2 separate regions of the Bicyclus anynana genome follow, and region 2 is linked to region 1. Evidence: chromatin contacts called from public Hi-C data. All regions are on one chromosome and are shown on one strand. The core of a region is the stretch at or near the end of the contact, and the rest is flanking DNA. Distances in the headings are between cores, read along the strand shown. Region 1 overlaps LOC112046692 (amyloid-beta-like protein). Region 2 overlaps LOC112046673.

Region 1 (6,659 bases), core at 2,708-5,207:
TATTTTTTATGTTTGCACCAAATTATTTATTTGAATTTTAAGAATAGCTCTAAGTTTCGTCTAGTGTCATATAATTCGTAAGTGTCACCTTGTAGTCGAGTTCTTTAAATTAAGTTTTCGAGACCGCATTCCGAGTGGCAACGGACAGTCCTCAAATATCAGGCGCATTTTTTCCGTAAGAACAAAATTTTATTACTGACACTGAACTTACTTTAGCAATTTAACTCTTCTATTTAATGCATAAATTAGTTGTACTCAAATCTCAGAATTTATATATCTAAATAGTTATGTAGTTAATTTCTTTTTCGGGAACATTGGAAAAATGTGGTACTAAATATAAGATCAGTCAATTTAGTTTAGAGATTTGTGTACGGAATTAGCATAATTTTAGATTATTGCTAAGATTTTCTTATTTGTACTGTTTGTTGCTACTCGGAACAACGGAACAAACGTCCATGGTACGCTGTGTATATAGACTCCGCGTACAAATTTTGAACCTAAATTACATACTCTTAAAGCCCGCTTTCATTTTCTAACGTAGGTAGATCATAACGTGAATTTTATGTAATAAAATGCGAAAATATATTTTAATAATTATGTGTACTTAGCAAAGGGACGGGCGGCAAAGCCGGCGCGGGTGAACGGTCTTGCCTTCGTAGAATATCTTCTAGTCACTGAAAAACCTTCCTTAGTCTGGGACGATTTACCTCGGACGTGTTCTGTCTCCTTTCCTCTTTATATTTCTTCGTTTACCCGCGGGACAATACTCATAGTTCCCAATAAGAGAGGACTGTGTACTCAACGTGTGCAAGCGAGACGGATCCACCCTTTTACGTTGTGAAGCCTCCAGAGCTTCGTATAATCTAGTCAAACATGGGTGCATCAGAGATTTAACATGGCGGATGTATGCGCACATTGGGTACTCGGTTATGCCGAAGCAGTAAGCTTAGTGAGTGTATGTACGATTATTATATAAGTAGATGTACAAAAGTAATACATTATATAGATGTTTTAGCGTCAGATACATAGATATAAAGCAAAATATAATTATATATCGCATTCGTCCGTTTAATGTAAGGGCTTGTGCTCGTGTCTATTCCCAGGTACCACCTTAATGTTACGCCGTAGTTAAGATGTAATTCTGCCTCAGTATTATATACATTTAAGCTTATTTGTTACATAAGCTAATTTATATACACTTAATTCTATTTGTTTACAAGCGTTGTGACGTTGCTACGTTAAGAAATTCATATCAGACGCGTCACGGCGCTTTGAGTCCTTTCACTACGATGCCTGCAGTAGTTCGGGAACAGAATAACAGATGGCGTTGCTCGAGTCGTAACTGGAGATACGGTGGCGCCCGCTCGTGGCTTGTAAGTTGTACGGCATCTAAGTAAGTTTACTCACTGTATAACGTAAGTTTAATCCTGCAATCAAGTAACCGCTGTATTTTTACTAATAACTAAGTAACGAGCCGACCACTTATTTTTTTAACAAAACTTTTGCTCAAAATCTGCTGTCTCTCGTCGGTATTGATGATAATTCCAATCGATGTTTATAAAATAAATGAAATAATAATTATTCGATGTCAACATTATTCGATGTTAGTAGTTTTTACCCTGGTTTGTGTAACGTCAGATCACTGTTTCACGTATTTTGAAGATATTATAATAAATGGTTTGAAATTTTTTGTGTTTCCTGTGCTACATTTTATTGTGAGTTCGAAGTTCAAATTGAATCAATAAATAGGAATTAAAATATTGGTGTTTTACTGGCGTATCGCCTATCCTATCGTATCCTACGAGTATTCACCACCACAGCCCCCGCAGGGCTGATCCCCTCGGTCTCGCCAACTAGATGGCCACGACCACTGCCATTAGGCGCAATGACCAGTGGCGTTAACATGCGACCAAGTGTAGAGAAATAGACAAAACATTGTTCAATGGCGATGGTCCCACTCCCATCTCAATCATCTCATTTGTCCCAACGCAATTAGAGAGATAACGGTATTTCCGGTTGCACCGCTATTGGTTGAAATTTGTCTATTTCGTTGGTCACGTTTAGCGCCGCAGGTTAACTGAAGATTAAGGAAACGTTGCATTTGACCACACAGACCGGCACGGTCATTGCAACCGATAGGATGGCAAATATGGCCTGGCCACACATTATTAGGGTAGACATAAGGTAGACATCTACAATCATATCAAACTTAATTATTACAATACTTTGATTATATAGACGTATATATAACCAAAGTTACAATATAAATTTTGTGTAGTACATGTAATAAGGGTCCGAAATATATCGATATCAATTAATATTGAAGTATTTTTTTATAAAACTTAATTTAAAAATCACGTATTTCTTCAAAGTTTCCAAACGTCAAAAACACTGTCGTCCAGTTTGTGATGTCATACACACTTGATGTACTAAACGTCAAACTAATTATTTACTAATAGTTTTCTCTTCTTTTTAGTCACTTTTTCTTTTTGACTCTGTTTGTAAGGGATTTATTATAGTGACGTCATGAAACATTTTAAATATAGACTGTCATGGCCGACAGGCGTTTTGGCTCGTATTGTCAAAACATATTTAAAAAGTATATTTTCATCTAACCACGTCTCGAAAAAAATATGTTTTTTTTTTCAATCTAATAGCATGTTAATGAACTACTTAAGACCATTTGAATAAAAAGTGTCAACTAGCCTATTGGTCGCTTCACGACCGGTCGTGGTCGTAGAAAGCCCACGACTGGTGCAATAGGCTAGTTGACACTTTTTTTTTTAATTTTTCTTCGTGCTATTAGATCGTTTAAAATGTATTATGTATTTGATGACTTAAATATACTCAAATTATTATTATAGTATATTTACTTTTTATTAAACGCCAGAAAACGCTGTCTGCCGTGATGGTCTGGTTAACTGTGCCATTTCGTCAGCAGGTTTTGTTTACTACTTTTCGCCTTTCAGTTTCTTATGATTTTTAATATTTGTAACAAAAGTATAGTAATTAAGATCGTTTTGCAAAAATAAATATTATTATAAAAACAAAAAACCCGACTGCCTAAGCGAAATGAACTGAAAAGAGGAAAACAAGTATCACAATATCGATAAAAAGTTCTGACTAAATTCATTATGTTGCCGCATGCGGTGACAAACATTGGCATTTCGTTCTTTGCCCGTAAGAAGTCTTATTTGTCCCTAATATATTCAACTTGAGTTTCTAATTTCATTTATTATTTTGTATTAAAATTGGTGTACCTATTTCGGAGCCGTGTTTAAATACCTACCTAATAGGTACCTACTTTACAAAATCAATATTATAAGAGTCATCATCATCATCATATCAGCCGATGGACGTCCACTGCAGGACATAGGCCTTTTGTAGGGACTTCCAAACATCACAATACTGAGCCGTCTGCATCCAGCGAATCCCTGCGACTCGCTTGATGTCGTCAGTCCACCTGGTGGGGGGTCGGCCAACACTGCGCTTACTAGTGCGGGGTCGCCATTCCAGCACTTTGGGACTCCAACGTCCATCGGCTCTTCGAACTATGTGCCCCGCCCATTGCCACTTCAGCTTCACAACTCGTTGAGCTATGTCGGTGACTTTGGTTTTTCTGCGGATCTCCTCATTTCTGATTCGATCAAGCAGAGACACTCCTAACATAGCTCGTTCCATCGCCCGCTGTGTGACTCTGAGCCTTCTTATGAGGCCCATAGTTAGCGACCAAGTTGGATTCGACGGTTCACCTCTTTCTCGAAATTGGACCTACCTAACTGGTAACTAAATTATAAGAGTAAACTACTCTAATATGTCAGCTTTACTGATCTCTTTTACCCGCCTTGAAATAGATAGAAAAAGACGCCAAGATGGTGGGCACTTGAATAATTCCGATTTTGGCCGCGCGCAAACTTATTGTGCGTGCACTATAGTCGCAAATCGCCGCAGCCCAACGGTAGCTTTTACGACAACGGTCAACGACTAAAGTGTTTTTCAGACAGCATGGGTACCGTGACAGTCGCCTATATAACGTTACGTACTAGATTTAGATTTATTAGATATATTTCAACTTAGATTTGTTAACCCAAGTTATAACATCAGCTTGTGACATCCAGTCCAGCCTATTCAGAGATTAGTCGAATCTGGCTGAACCAATTTTCACGGAACTTTCAGCGCCAGGTAACTGATGTTACAAGAAATAACATGGGTTTTATTTTATCTATGTACTGTAATCACATGTGAATGAGTGCTACCACGCGGGTTAAACTCAAGATTGCAATGAAAGTACACTTGTACAGATAGAAACAAAAATTCAACCACATATTTTCCACCCATATAAGAAGTGTTAAAATTACTATTTACTAACATCATTTGAAATTATCGCCATCTGTCGGCGAATAAACAAACTGCGATGATAAAAATGGTTCACATCTAAGTTCGACTGAAGGTCTCAAATATTAACACTATCTTCAACTAGATGGCGTTAGTAGATACGTATTTCACTATTTTCCTTTTGTTTGGGAGTTATGTCGAATGATAACAAGTATTGAGGAATGCGTGTCTTATTTTGTCAATGGAATCGCTTGCTCGCATCCCATTTAAGTTTATAGCATCCCAGATAAAAGAATAAAACTCTAAAGTAAACTGTAACGACACTCAAAACTCTGAACTTAGAATTGACTTTCTAATTTTGAAATATTAGGAACATTTTACATCAATGTTGTTAGTAAAAAGAAGTGTTTTTAGTAAAAAAACTTGTTCTTGAAGAATAAATAAACAAACCTCGGGTATTTTGAAGTCGTAATTAACTACTAATTGAGAGAAGGTAGGTATTTATCTGTTAACCTTTAACCTTTAAAATAAAATCTGTTGACAAGGTTTGTTTATAAGGATCGTCCTAAGAATTGCGTATGGAAGTAGAAAGGTCACCTAAGAATAGATATTAATTGGTGAGGATGGAAAATGCTTTGAAGTAATAGGTAAAAGCTTTCACAAAATAAGGTAAGGCAGGGTGTAAGTACCATAGCTGCTTGTACCTACTCTGGAATATATTGTAGGTACCTACTAGCGGACGCCTGCGACTTCGTCCGCGTGGAATTCAGTTTTTCACCAATCCCGCGGCATCTATGGATTTTTTCGGGATGAAAAGTAGCCTATGTGTTAATCCAGAATAAAATCTATTTCAATTACAAATTTCAGCCAAATCGCTTCAGTAGTAGCGGCGTTAAAGAGTAACAAACGTCCAAACAAACATCCATATAAACATTCGCGTTTAGAATATTAGTAGGATTCTTTGACATGGGTATGTATTCTTTGAGATACGTAGGTACCTACCTACATACCTATGTATCACTATCATAGGTACCAATTTTGAAATTCATAAGATTCTGAAGTCAAATTATTATAAGACTATATGGAATGGAAAGGTCCTGGGTTTGATTTCTGGAGCCGGAATTTCTCAAAAAGCACGTTGGGATGTCCGTTTCACTTTTTTGTACCATTAAAGATCATATTTTCTGATTGTCATCATCATAGCCATTACCTACTTCGAAGAGCGATGAGTGTTAGGGTCCGAAGGTGCTGGAATGGCGACCCCGCACTGGTAAGCGCAGTGTTGGTCGACCCCCACCGACTGGATGACGACTGACGACATTAAGCGAGTCGCAGAGGTTCGCTGGATGCAGGCGGCTCAGGATTTAAATGTTTGGAAGTTCCTATGTCCTGCAGTGGACGTCCATCGGCTGATATGATGATGATGAGGATGATGAAGATTAGCTTATTTTCCTACTATAAGTAAGTAATCTGCTTAATTTAATCATAACATAACATCGTCACTCATCTAGTAAAACCAATCTCTTCTTAATATTCACTTAAAAACGTACGATTAGTTACGCATACAGCACTTATCCTCAATATTGTCACTTGTTATCAGAAAGACAAGGTGATAAGCCGATATTATGTAAAACGATTTTATTATATCGACTATCACAAAATTTTCTGACATATGCGATAACCCATAAAAATCGCAGTAAACTGTTTGATACTTTTTGGTATAAGGAGATGTGAAGGTTAGATCTACCCCACTTTATTACTGAAAGTTTGTCCATGCTCCTACCGCAGATTCTTAAATCTATACTTATAATAAATCTGTATAAAGGTCAATTTTGTACATGAAATATATTTCCAAAATAACTATCAGGGGGTGATTAGTGATCGATACTGATGCTAAAAATGCAATCAGTAAAATTTTTGTCTGTCTGTATGTTCGATATAGAAACAAAAACTACTCGACGGATTTTAACAAAACTTGGTGCAATTATTCTTCATACTCCTGGGCAGGTTGTAGTATACTTTTCATCACGCTACGATCAATAGGAGCAGAGCAGTGAAGGGAAATGTTGGAAAAACGGGAGAAGTTACTCCATATTTACAGCGATACTACTGAAAGGGGTGGATTAAAAAGGTCTAAGGGTAATGATAACCTTTTAAATCTTTGGGATAGGACCTACCAAAAAATTCATGTCAATTGCCAGAAACAATCTGTAGATTTATGACATTTTTTGTAACATTAGGTAGCCGTTAACTGTAAAATTAAAATTCTATAGTTAGTCAATTTAGTCTACCTACCTATCTAATATTTAACTACTAGCAGACGC
Region 2 (6,659 bases), core at 2,184-4,683, 47 kb after region 1:
CAAACATGTAGTGGAATTTAAGATTTAGGAGTATTGTTTACCAAGATTAGTTTGTATTGGCGCCATTCCTTTGTTTGAGTATTTTCATTCGGTTCCCAATGTCCTTTTTGGACACCATTTATTTTTATGGTGTTTCATTAAGTTTTCATGGGCCTGATTATTAAAAATAGCATCTGTTAATAGAATTTATAGAGTACTTCAAGATGTAAAGTTTCTTCAAACCGCTAGTAAAGTCGTTACTAATAACGAGATTGACGTATGAAACTACTTGCTGTAAATTAGGTCTAATATACGTACTTGAAATAAACGAATTAATAAGTAAGACACCTAGCGAATTTTTAGGGTGGTAACTAGCCGCGGCCGAAGCCACCCACCAGCCATACCTGGACAAATTAAGAAAACCTCAATTGGCCCAGCCGGGGATCGAACCCAGGACCTCCGTCTTGTAAATCCACCGCGCACACCACTGCGCCACGGAAGCCGTCAAAGGTTCACCACCAAATAATAATTATCTCGTAGCCTCTTGTTACATTCCTTAATTAATAAAAAAAGGTAACAAACAAACTAACTCATCAGCTTTGTAATAAGTATAGATACATACATACATACACGCACACACATAAACACACACACGCACGCACACACATTTGTTATAACTGTAAATAATTGATAAGAATAAACGATTCGTTAATTTAGTAATTTTAATACCTCTGTTATAGAAGAGCGAGGCCTCCTAATCGAGTGTAATTAATAATTACACTCGATCAAGTCATCAATATTCTCTTTCAGTGCGCTTTCATTTGAGACCTCACTCGACTATATTTGCAGACATTCGGTTATTCTTCCCCACTTTCACCCCCCACAACTTTTAAACGGCTCAACCGATTTTCATCGAAACGTAACCTTTAAAATCGCTTCATCCGTTCGGGAGCTATGGTTCCACAGACAGACAGACACATCAAACTTATAACACCCTCTCCCCCTCCCCCTCTTTTTGTGTCAATGGTTAAAAAATACTTAGCCCCAAGATGTTGTATTTGTATGGTTAAAGACGGGGAACGCATTGCGCTAACAACAATAGATTTTAATTTGACTGTGAGCCAAGCAGCTGCGACCCTCGGATCGCCATGTCCGATCATGCGTGAAGGTGCACTATAATCTTTACGAGATATTTAGCTACACTGGCGTGCATGAGGTTCTTAACTAGGGTATGCACAAATTATACTAAATGGAAAAATCTCTCACGAATTTTGTTTTTCAATATAGTAGACCGATGTTTTTCCTTTACCGTTTGAGACACGTGATATTTTATTTATCAAAAAAACACAAATTCTAGTCTAATCCGAATCGAAGGCAGAGGTCATATTCACTGGGCTCGAATATGAGTTCCTAATGAAAGTTTTTTATTATTTGTGTTGTATGTACGACAATGATTGAATAAAACTGTTAAATCTATACTTAGGTACTCGTATTTAGAACTGTAAACAGATTGAAGATATTTTGAAAATATCTGTTGGAGGTTGTAAAGTAGCCAAACATATATTTTTTTGTCTTACAATATTTTGCTAATTCTGTATATTAAAGATATTTTGAAAATTTCTGTTGGAGGCCATTATATGATACTTAAGTCAAATATATATTATTTTTTGACAATATTTTTGTTGACCAGGCGTCACGCTGAAACTACTGAATGAATTCAAATGAAACTTGGCACGATTTAAAACAGGGGGTTGAAATCTATTTCCAAGCGAACGAATAGTCCGCTAGTGAATAAATAAGAAAATTACAAGCAAACAACTTTATGTATGAACGTTCTTTAGAGTGTTTAGATAATGTCAGTACTGTGATCTGTGCATTTTCACATCGAGCGAGCGTCGGGCGCTCGGCGGCTTGTGACACTTAGTTACGTAATTAAAATACGAGATCGCAACAACGGAATCATGTTTTGCAATGGCGACAAACCTCGAAACCGTCGAATCTCTTTTACTTTTAAACTGTTATTTAACTTATATTTTACTTAATACTACCGCGTTTTACTCGCGTAGTTCACGTACCCGTAGGAATACGGAATAAAATATAGCTCTATGATACTTATCATTATGACATTTAATTTATTCGATTTATTTTTCATTTTCGTATATCATTTTAAAGTTTTGTTCTGTAAATTGTAAAACTTTATTTATGGTTTGCTAGTTAAATAATAACAAAATTAAAAACAACGTGCCTTATAAGTAAAAGAAATCTGGATATTTGGAAAATCGGTTCCGATTTTTGAATTTGGAATTAGATTCTTTTTAATTTATCGCCAAAGCGTAACTAAATTTAATGAGATCTATATGTATGATGTATTTACTACAAACAGAAAAATTTGACGTTTCACAGTGCTTGTAAACTAAGCCCATTGATTTTTGTATTAAGAATTTCGATTTTTTTTGTATTTAACGCCAATGCATAAACCGTAAATGAGATCGCTGAAGTCAAGTTGATCGCGATCGCGTCGCATGGAACAGATAGGTGTACAATGAATTAGTTACTACAAACAGATAAATCTGACGATTCAATGTGCTTGTAAACTAAGCCTGCTTGATTTCTAAATTCCGAATTTCGTTTTTTTTTTAAATTTATACTGAAGGCAAGTTGATGGCGAGTGGTCGCGAGACACAGATGGGTAAACAATGATTACATAATATGTTAGTGATTAGTTACTAGAAACAGAAAAATGTGACGTTTCAAAGTGCTTGTAAACTAAGCCTACTTGATCTTTGAATTTAGAATTTCTTTTTTTTTATTGGACGCAAATACATACAATACAATACGGTAAATGAGATCGCTAAAGTGTAGTTGATCGTCGCAAGTCACGTGGCACTGAATGATTAAATACGTTAATGATTAGTCACTTCAAACGAGGTCTATTCTTCAAACAGAAAAATCTGACATTTCAAAATGCTTGTAAACTAAGCCCATTTTTTAGCAGACTTTAAAGTGATTAAAAAAATAAGAAAACTAATGTCAAACAAAGGTTATGATTCACAACATTTGTCAGGACAACTTAATTACCATATCAAACTGTAAGCAAAATAAGACTCTAGAATGGCAGAGAATGACCTTGAGTGGAGTCACGCACTTGTGAACGATGTGTGTAGGGTTAAAGGCGCCTTTGACAGATATCTAACACTCCCCTTTTCCACTCAAGTCACTCTCCCCGCCTATCCCAAGTAATCCATAAAGAATTACACAACAAGAGATGTGGAAGGCTCGAATGCCACGAGCACACTGAAGCCGTTGCAACGCGGTGATAACACATTGATTTTTAAATTTTGAATTTCATTTTTTTTTAAATTATCGCCAATGCATGAACCGTAAATGAGATCGCTAAAGTCAAGTTGATAGCGACTCGTCGCGTGGCGCGGAAGTGGGGCACGGGCGGCCTTGCGCGCCGCGCCGAAGGTGAAAGTCTTACATTACGAGCCGCAGCCGAGGCCCAACATCCTTCTGTATTCGGGTTAAACTGTGTCGTTTCATTATCTATATCTATCTATCTATACTTATATTAAAACTGTAACAGGTCAAATTCTATGCATCGTCATCATCAATAAATATATCAACCCATATTCGGCTCACTGCTGAGCTCGAGTCTCCTCTCATCTCGTCTCATGAGAGGTGTTAGGCCAATAGTCCACCACGCTGGCCAAATGCGGATTGGCAGACTTCACACACGCAGATAATTGAGAAAATTCTCTGGTATGCAGGTTTCCTCACGATGTTTTTCCTTCACCGTTTGAGACACGTGATATTTAATTTCTTAAAATGCACACAACTGAAAAGTTGGAGGTGCATGCCGGTTTCGAACCCATACCCTCTGGAATCGGAGGCAGAGGTCATATCCACTGAGCTATCACGGCTCTGCTAATATTATAAATGCGTGCGCCGTACTAATATTATAAATGCGAAAGTTTGAATGTTCGGATGTTTGTTCCTCTTTAACGCCGCAACTATTGAACCTGACCTGATACTGAACTGAACTTTACTCTGTATTAACACTTAGGTCTGTCCCGAAAAAATCCATGGTTTGCCAAGATTTGCAAAAACTGATGATTTTGATAGTATGAATGTTTGTTACTCTTTCACGCCGCGACTACTGAACCGAATTAACTCAATTTTTGAAATGTATATAGATTATAGCCTAGAATAACACATAGACTACTTTTTAACCCTAAAAAAATTATAGTTTTACGCAAAATTGAATTTCACGCGGAAGAAGTCGCGGGCGTCCACTAGTCTACACTATTTACATCGAAAATTTAACTTTTAAAGTAATATAAAGCCTCAATAACTCAACGGTAAAGCTGTCGGACTTATCGAGTGGTTCGATCCCCAGCTGGGCCGATTGAGGTTTTCTTAATTGATCCAGGTCTAAAACTTTCAAAACAATCTTTCAACCCCTATTTCTCCTCCTATTTTTATTTCTTTTACAAAAAGTACTATGTTTTACTCCAAAGTCTCATTTACCATTTATCATTTGGAGTGTATGCCATTGCGGTCAAGTTATGATGATGTATATGAGTATTCGTAGAATAACCTATGGAAGAAACCTACAGTAGTCATCGCTTCTCAGTTATCTCTTGCTAACAAAGATAAGGTAACGTTGCACGCGTATATTCCTGGGTATGTAGCCATGTACGTCGATTCTGTTTCTACGATCGCAAACGCTTCCAAAATTAAATTATGTGTGGGAACATACATACATGTTAAATACTGTTAGATTTGTTAGTAGGTCATGAAAAGGCGATCAAAAGAGGAAATTTCCACATCTCAATGTTAGTGTTTTGGTCAACAATGAACATTATTTAAACAAATAATACCTATATATCGTCTACAATGTCCAGTTGTGTGTTCAGGAAATGTAAAACCTGCATATACATAAATAAATAATGGAATTAAAGACAAAATTGTGCATGTGTGCGTTCAGTTTTGTAGGGACGTAACCGATTTATAGTATAAAATTATCATTGTGTGGGAATGACATTTGCTATCGACAGGTCAGGTGATCAAGTTAACGATTGGATCTGTCATTCCCATACATTTTTTTAGTTTTCGAAGCGTTAGCGTTTGTAGAAAGAGAATTGACGTGCCACATGGCTAAGGTGCCTGTTAGTTTAAATATAATGGAGTCGAGTCTCGTATTGAGCCATCATCTCTATTTAAAACATAGATATAACTAGCGGAATGATAACGTTCCGGGCCACGGACGTTTTGCATTTAGCTAGACGTATAAGACTTTTTACGGTGAAGGAAAACATCGTGAGGAAACCTATACCTGAGAATTTTCTCAATTCTCTCCGTGTGAAGTCTGCCGAACTATTGACTATTAGTCTTACCCTTCTCATTCTGAAAGGAGACTTGTGCTCAACAGTGAGCCGAATATGGGTTGTTAATGATGATGATACTAAGAGCCTCCCGCTGTACTGGAACGTTAAAACACTTGGCGGTACGTCTTTGCCGGTAGGGTGGTAACTAGCCACGGCCGAAGCTTCCCTAGGTCAGTACACGTTAAAAACTTTCAAAACAATCTTTCAACCCCTATTTCTCCTCCTATTTTTATTTCTTTTACAAAAAGTACAATATGTTTTACTCCAAAGTCTCATTTACCATTATACCAAAATTCATCTTGAACGGTTCACCCATTTAACCGTGAAAGGTAACAGACAGTCAGACAGACTTACTTTCGCATTTATAATATTAGTATAGATATTGTATTAATAACAAATTGGTAAATCTATACTAATATTATAAAGCTGAAGAGTTTGTTTGTTTGTTTGCTTAAACGCGCTAATCTCAGAAACTACTAGTCCGATTTGAAAAATTCTTTTGATTTTAGATAGCCCATTTATCGAGGAAGGCTAAGGCTATATAATATCCCCGTATTTATGTTTGTGTATTTTGTGACGCCATTATTTTCGTATGTGTATTCGTGGATAGTATCGTTGTTTACATGTTTAAACTATTTTTACGTTTATTTTTAGATTTAAGAAATAATATGTAAATGTTAACTATCCCTAAGAAATAAAAATAAAAAATAATAAAAAAATAAAATATTTCTATGGGAACTGGAACCACGCGGGTGAAACCGCGCGGCGTCAGATAGTTTTGTATATGCCCACAATTCAAAGAACATTTCATCCAAACCTTACAAGAATTCTATACAAAAAACCCTCCACAAACAATGACAACGACCGATAAACATATTTAAGCCGAAACAAAACGATAGTTTGACAATATTCCACCAGATTATCATCTGTTTATCTATGGTCGGCGTGACGTCGAGATAACGGTTACGTTTCATTACTTGTTATCTTTGCTAAAAAAACATATGACACGTGAGGAATGTATCTGTTTTGTATCCAGTATACTAAAATAATAACTGCTTCGACTCTCCAGATGGCCTATTCACTATTTTGGTATTTATTACCAACCTATTAAAATAAACATCAAATCAATTGACAAACTGTCATCTACATACTTTATGATATCCACCTATCCACCAGCTAGCCTATTCACTATTTTGGTCTTTATTATCAACCTATTATTAAAATAAACGTACTACCTACTATATACGATATCCACTAATAGGCACCGGATGACTGTTACATATAATCTCA

The links. Hi-C and Micro-C count contacts between places; a contact is called where the count stands out from the background.
Region 2: a contact with region 1 is called in a Hi-C map of whole body, with 2.0 times the contacts expected there. The contact joins two enhancer-like sites. A contact is called at or near these places in 2 of 2 Hi-C or Micro-C datasets (whole body and whole larva).

Annotation. Positions count from the first base shown.
Region 1 is chr16:4,506,319-4,512,977 of ilBicAnyn1.1, forward strand. LOC112046692 (amyloid-beta-like protein) reads left to right here. Exons shown (of 17, transcript XM_024083417.2): 17 at 1-1,758. Among protein-coding and RNA genes, the nearest start is that of LOC112046673, 150 kb to the right of the region's middle. Within about 2 kb of position 3,958, at least 7 of the 8 cell types and tissues checked have open chromatin away from gene starts, as enhancers often do.
Region 2 is chr16:4,553,723-4,560,381 of ilBicAnyn1.1, forward strand. The region is part of intron 1 of LOC112046673; the gene reads right to left. Among protein-coding and RNA genes, the nearest start is that of LOC112046673, 98 kb to the right of the region's middle. Within about 2 kb of position 3,434, at least 7 of the 8 cell types and tissues checked have open chromatin away from gene starts, as enhancers often do.